Regions from separate parts of the Gossypium hirsutum genome. Here region 1 is linked to region 2. Evidence: chromatin contacts called from public Hi-C data. All regions are on one chromosome and are shown on one strand. The core of a region is the stretch at or near the end of the contact, and the rest is flanking DNA. Distances in the headings are between cores, read along the strand shown.

Region 1 (3,529 bases), core at 93-2,592, 170 kb before region 2:
GGTTATGGTGCTTTCCTTGGACTCTATGCAAACCTTAGATATCAGCTTTTGTGTGGGTTTGATCAAGCAATGGTCAACCATTTTGATGTCATTGGTGTAGCATTGTTCTTCAGCACTGCTTTAAGGTAGGTCTTGACCTCTCTTGCTTCCCCCCAGCCCCTTTTGAACTACCGGCACCACATGCCCTTCATTTCTCTTGTTTATGTTGTGTTAAGTACGTATGATTGTGTTGCTTGGGCATTCCTTTATTCTTCTCGATACCTTTTCTCTAGATGTGCTGCTAAACTGTAGTCCTAAGCAGTAATCATCCCTATTTTCTTAGATTTTCTACTTACCTTTCCCATTGCTTTTTGATCATCATGGTTACTTTCTTAGGGTCTAGTTAGACAGAACAGCAAGCACTAGCATTTTATCATTTTATGACTGCACTGTTGTTTTGCACTTAGAACTCTTCATTGTTGGTTAGTTTGCTTCTATGGAGTTTGTGCTTATCTTGCTTGACTGGGTTTTTGCAGGGTTCTGAATGTTCAATTAGGAGAGAGATCAAGGTTGGCTTGGCTAGGTGTTGAGGTGGATCCACTGGTTCAGTCAGATGACCTCTTGAAGGCTTATAACAGACCTTCTGAGGATGGGACCAGATCCTCCTCTAAATGGTTTATATCAAAGACTGCCATTGTTTCTGGTCTTGGACTTCTTGGCATCAGACAAGGAAATGCTGAATCTGCTGCCAATGAAGAAACGAGAGCTCCAAAGGCCCGGAGAAAGAGGATTGTGAGGAAGAAGGTAACTGCAAGCTCTGCGTAGTTAATTGACATAAATTCGATTGCTGTCCAATTTTGCTGCTTGACTGAGAGAATACAATACGAAAGAGAACCTCTTGCTAAGATTTTTGTCTGGTGCTGATCGCTGGCTAAACAAATCCAAATGGCACCAGCACAGTAACTGAAGAGTTCTTGACTGCTGCTACTCAATTTCATTTGATGTTAAATATTTGTTATACCAATGAAGTGCTATACTCCAAGTTGAGTCGGTTCGATTTCATTTGCACCGCAAATAATTGGCAGGGATGTTTCTGGCAGATGCTTGGTCTTAGATGACCTACGATAGAGTGATGTGCAGTTAAGTGTTCAGTAAGTTTCTAAATATGATTGTCATATTTTTTCTTTTCAAATGAAGTTAGAGTCGATTACACTGCATTTCCTATAATTCATTGTCGTTTAGGATGTGTTTCTATGAACCATTGGTCGCCCATGACAACATTTTCTACTTTCTCCTTTATAAAGAGCATTGACGGTTGAAGCTTGAACCGAGGCCCATAGCCTCAAAGTTTGAAGCTTGAACCTCTACTCACTGTCACGGCCCTCCACTCCCTCAACAAGGGCATTGTCTTCACCGTCTCCATTATCTCCCGTGCACCAAATCATTTGCTTCCCCTTTTTTTCTTGGCCAACCAGGATTTTTGAAATGCATAGCTACCCTTTTGCATATCTTAAGCAAAATCAAAGCAAAGGGTGACGTTTCTCCGCGTTTACTACCATGGAACTTTAGTTGCGCTACCTTTGCTTATGCATTTGCCAGTATTGTTCCCTGTAGCACAGCACTTGTCATCAATGCAACCGTACATGTAGTAATGTACTTTTACTTTATCTGCTATATGCGACGGGGATTCGTCCCAAGTGGAAGAAGAGATTGGTGTCCAGCTTTCTAGTCTCTGTTTTGATGCCTTTGCTAGTTGCTGGGGGAATGTGGGGTTGGTTTTTGGATGCTGTTTTCAATCCCTCTGTTTTGTTGACTTCCATGACAAGGGCTATGCCAACAAAAATTGATAAAGCTCTCATGATTCTAAACAACCAGAGAGTAGCTTCACTATGTTTTCATCTGGTTTTTAATAATTTGGAATTGTACATTGGAGGAGAAACGTGTTAATGAGCTGGTGCATAAGACTTCCAAACTCCACGTCAAGCCTCGTTGAGAAATACCCTAAAAGGCCCAAGTTGTTGAAATGCAGGCATTTGGTTCTTGTTTTCCCCATACAAGACAAGTTGACTAGATGCAGTTCCGCACGAATTGAGTGCTTTGCGACTATAAATGAATCTGAAAGGCTTCAACATTTGTACCAGCTGGCTTGTGTCTTTATCTCGACAAGTGACTTAACCACGTGTACCATGCATGCAAACAGTTGAAAGGAGGAGGATATGGTAAGCAAAGTGATGGGGTTGCGGTACAGTTATCTCAGTTAATCTCTTTATGCTTATATTTGTTGATTGGAGCATTTAACTCCAGTGAAATCTCCCAACACCAGTTGGTTGTTCCCTACCAATTATGTCCATTAAATATTTTTGTCCTTTCCTTTTTGTCTTGTCATACATATCCATTTTTTCACCTTTTTTATTTACAAATTTTAATTAACTTTACTAATTTAATATGTAATAAAAGCGGTTCATGGGTCGGGCTTGGACAAAATTTTTTATTTCTCAAGTTATTTTGGTCCGACTTGAATTCAATTTAAATAATAAAAAATATCTTAAATTTAAATTTGATCACAAAATATATAAAACATTAATATACAATTTTTAACATTTTATTAATTTTGAAAAATAAAATGAGCTTTTTGAACGAAAATGAAAAATAAAAGGGTGATACTCTCATTTTTTTTTGTTTGTAGCCTTTTGGCTACATGGCCGAGCGGTAAGGTGGGGATTGCAAATCCCTTATTCTCCAATTCAAATCCGGGTGTCGTTTGGTCAAAAAAAAAAAAACTCAATCCTAACGCCTCCTAGTGTTTAGGATTCAAGAAAAAACTAAAGTAGTGGAAGGAAATCAATAAATCTTGATATGAGAGCCCCTTACTAATGGAGTGGCTACTAGAGGAGTCTTGAATTAGATTGGATAATGGGACTGTTTAATTAACTAATGAATAAATAGGTTTAGGCTTGAAAATGTTTTTGGAACCAAATCGCTACTCGACTCATAAATTCCTCTATATGGTATCTTATTATCAAATTTCAACATATATTTTATTTTAAAATTTTTTAAAATTAAAAGAACGTTTAATTATTTATTATTTTAGTTTTCAATAATAATTTTCATTCATTTACTATAAATGAAATTATATAATTATAATCTTTTAAATAAATATATAATATGTCTATATTTTAGCAGTTTTAATATTTTAAATAATTTAAGCTTTTAATATGTTATAAGTTTCACTATATATAAATATTATTCTAATTCACCTCTTTTTATTATAATTTATCTCACCATCACCATTCAAAGTTAATTTTAATTTCATCGCTAAAATAATTAATTTCGTCACCACAACTTATCTGTTGAGTAGGACTCTGCTAGCTGTTTCCCCATGAATTTTACTTCTATGCCCATTGATCAGTCACTTCTCAGCTATCTGTTTCTTCTTTCATCTTTAATACCCATAACTTGGTAGATTTATGTAAGCTATCTATCATTATTATTGTAATGACGTGGTCTTTACACTCCTCTCAAACTGTTTTTTACTGTTACTGCTAAACCA
Region 2 (3,311 bases), core at 691-3,190:
TTTTTAGAGAGTTTTCAAATGGAAGAGATGGAGGGAAAGTGACGGTGGGGTGTTTAACTAGCCAACCATTTTTTAAAAATTGAGCAATTACCCTTTTAACCACTTTGGATTTCCACCCTTTTCCAAACCAGTCTAAATGTAATTAAAAACTCATTTCATTAATTATTTTTCAAAACCAGCTTCATATTTAAAATCTGTTTTAAATTAATTAACAAGCAAACGCTTAATTTTAATTTCTCTACCTGAATTTTAATCTTGTTTATTATTTTAATATTTTTACCTAATTATTAATACGAATCTAATTTCGGTATCCGGTCCACTTACTCGATTTTTAGGACGTGACAAAATTAGTACAATTTTTTAACTAATAGTTGTAGTTGTAATTGTAATTATTTTTAAATGTGTAATTATCACAATTTCTATTAAGTTAAAATTATTTTTAAATGTGTTATTACCGCAACTTCTATTTTATTTAAACTTTTCTAACTATAAAGTCTAATTAAATACTATAATTATTTCAGTTATATATATATTATAGATTTATTAGTAAAAATTGGAGCATCCTAGTGCTGGCATAATTTGGACGAAATCCATGGCCATTATACATTCTCATCACTAACATAATCTAATCATGGATCAATCGCCACAAAGTCCTTAGGAAAATTTCAATTTTAGTGCTCCCTCGATTAATCATTTCCATCGCATTACAAATTAATTCATACTGCGATTCCATTTTTCAAAGATTTAATTCATAAATGAAACATAATTATTATGCTACTCATTTTAACTAAACTCAACTATCGATACGACATGAATAAGATTTCTTAACCAGGACACATCACTCTTGAGCTGTCAGCAACAACTTTCAACCCTATCCAACAAACATTACAAAACCTCATGTTGCTGTCTCCGGAGTCGCGGTCACCTTTTTAAGCACAATCTCAACAAACTTCAATTAAATTATAAATCAATCCATCTAATAATAAACAAATTCTCTAAATTTTTGGAAGGTATATTTTGAAATATAACTTATATTTAATAATAATAAACTATTATAAAGAAGCATGGTATGGGTTTATGGGTATTGGTTATAGGCAACGATGACTTTCGACTTCTTGCTTCTTTTTTCACTGTCAATTCGACTTCATGATATGTTAAAAGAAATGGAGAAGGTAGAAAAATAGATGGAGAAACAGAAGAGAATAGAAAAAAAAAGAAGAAAAAAAAGAGAAAAGTTTAAAGAACATAAAATAAAAAAGTAAATTACTTAAAATGAAAAATATAGACACCGATTATAACCTCAAATTTTTGTTTGAAATTATGATTTAACATGTCACATCAGTTTACAGTTACACCGTTAACGACAATCAACTACTTAAATGACTAAAATGTTACAACACGATAACATAATTGACTAAAACTTAACATTTCAAACATAAGTGACTAAAATGTAACCTGAGATAAATAAAAATCACTATGGGTATAGTTTACCCTTACATTTATATTCCTCTCAACCAAATGCATGAATACTAATACAATACTCATCCCATTCCATCCAACCAAACTATTGTTATACCTATTCAATTCCATTACAGTCTTATTTTATTTATACAGAATGATTATTCAATTACAGTCTTATTTCATTCTAGTGAATTAAACGTATTGTAATTTAATCGGGACGAACTAACTAGTTAGTTAGCTTTTTTTTTTGGTACAAAAGAAGTAATAAAACAAAAATAAAATAAAATAAACAAGGCGAATCTTCAACTTAATCATCGTGTAGAAACTGAAGCACTTCCTCCGGTGGCTTAGCCTATCTCCAATTGGTTGAAATCCTCCTACCTCTCCCATTGTTAAAAAATTGAGCCCAATAATACTCAGACTAAATTCAGGACCCAATGTGCTTGAAAAGGCCCAAACTGAACAAATGCAGACGGTGCGTATTACGGGAGCACTTTAAAGTCTGAATTAAGGTCACGTTTGTTTTATACTCGCAGTTTCCGCAGGGAAAGAGGGTAGCCGTAGCTTAGTATTTTCTGCTCCTATCCCTGAGGTATTCACTCCCACATTTTCTTTTCCGTCGACTCGTGTTAGACTTTTATCTTAATTGATCTCTTACGGATGGGTTTTTTTTAAAATATTTTTATAGGCGATCAGGAATTTTTCTTGATCTGTAAATCTAGGGTTTGGGTTTAATAGATTTATTGTTGGGTTCTCTAATGAGAAATCTCATATCTGGTGTGTATTTGTCTCTGTGTGTTTTAATTTTAATATTTCATTATCCATTTAGGGTTTTGCAAAATTACTTGATTGCTCGCTCTGCTTTATTTTGTTGACTTTGTAATTCATTTACCAGGTGACCTCCAAAGCTCTTGACTGTTGCGTTTTCATTTCATTTGCAATGTAAGCTTCTATTTTTTTTCCTTATACATATGTTTCTATCTGTTTCATAATATGCTTGCAAGTGGAGTGAGTTTGATGATATATTTTATCTCAATTAATTTAGTTTGTTTTGCATTCTGTTGTTAAATAGTTTTTCTATTTGTTTCTTGATCTGTAATCATTCTTGGGTATAGGAAATAATCATACTACTGTGAATAAAGCCTGTGTGGTGCATCTGTTATATAAGTTTGTGATTAAAGTATGTTGTTGGGTTGTGGGGGTTGTCTGTAAGGGGCAACATGGACACTGCAACAGATTGAACAATCATCGTATTTTTGGATATTCAGATGAAATGATCTCGTATGATCTCAAATTGGAATTAAATTAGCATTTTTTTTCCTCTAATTCAATCAATTGGATAGGTAGTGGGAACGCATAGGATAGGCTGTTCTCCTGAAAACCACAGGAAAAGAAATAATTAACAATGATCAAAGCTTAAAATATCAAAATTAAGTTTTTTTTTATCATCTAATATCAGTAGATGTTAACGTAAATTAAGTATATTCCGAAATATTTAGTTCCTTATTGTTATTTTTATGGTCTAACTTTGGTTATGGTCCATAGTTGCTTCCTGATTACATTTTTATCTTTAAGAAACAGTGATGTTATTTTTCCTCAAAGTTATGAATGCCTTTCAATACTGTGTCAATATCTAAGCTATTATGGTTTAAAAATGTTAGGGCGGATGAGGAACCTGTTGATCAAAAGAAGTATCTTGAAGAGGGTTGCAAGCCTAAATGTGTGAAACAACTTCGTGCTTACGAGGTTTGTTATAAATGATTTGTTTTGCAAACTGAGCTAGGTTTTTTGAATCTTTTTCACCATTCTTTCAAATATATGAGTTTGATAATTGCTGTTACAAGTATTAA

The links. A called contact is a pair of places that touch in the nucleus more often than the background predicts.
Region 1: a Hi-C map of leaf shows a contact between it and region 2, with 2.3 times the contacts expected there. The contact joins the enhancer-like site here to the promoter of LOC107945105 in region 2. A contact is called at or near these places in 2 of 34 Hi-C or Micro-C datasets (hypocotyl and leaf).

What each region holds. Positions count from the first base shown.
Region 1 is chrD12:5,956,459-5,959,987 of Gossypium_hirsutum_v2.1, reverse strand. LOC107945111 (protein RETICULATA-RELATED 1, chloroplastic) reads left to right here. Exons shown (of 8, transcript XM_016878966.2): 7 at 1-125; 8 at 516-1,196. The coding sequence ends at 804. Among protein-coding and RNA genes, the nearest start is that of LOC107945111, 4.8 kb to the left of the region's middle. Within about 2 kb of position 1,342, at least 4 of the 9 cell types and tissues checked have an H3K27ac peak or open chromatin away from gene starts, as enhancers often do. A contact at or near this core is called in leaf, where this site is marked.
Region 2 is chrD12:5,783,040-5,786,350 of Gossypium_hirsutum_v2.1, reverse strand. It overlaps LOC107945105 (cytochrome b-c1 complex subunit 6-1, mitochondrial), which reads left to right and starts at 1,940. Exons shown (of 5, transcript XM_016878958.2): 1 at 1,940-2,053; 2 at 2,357-2,403; 3 at 3,123-3,207. The coding sequence starts at 2,402.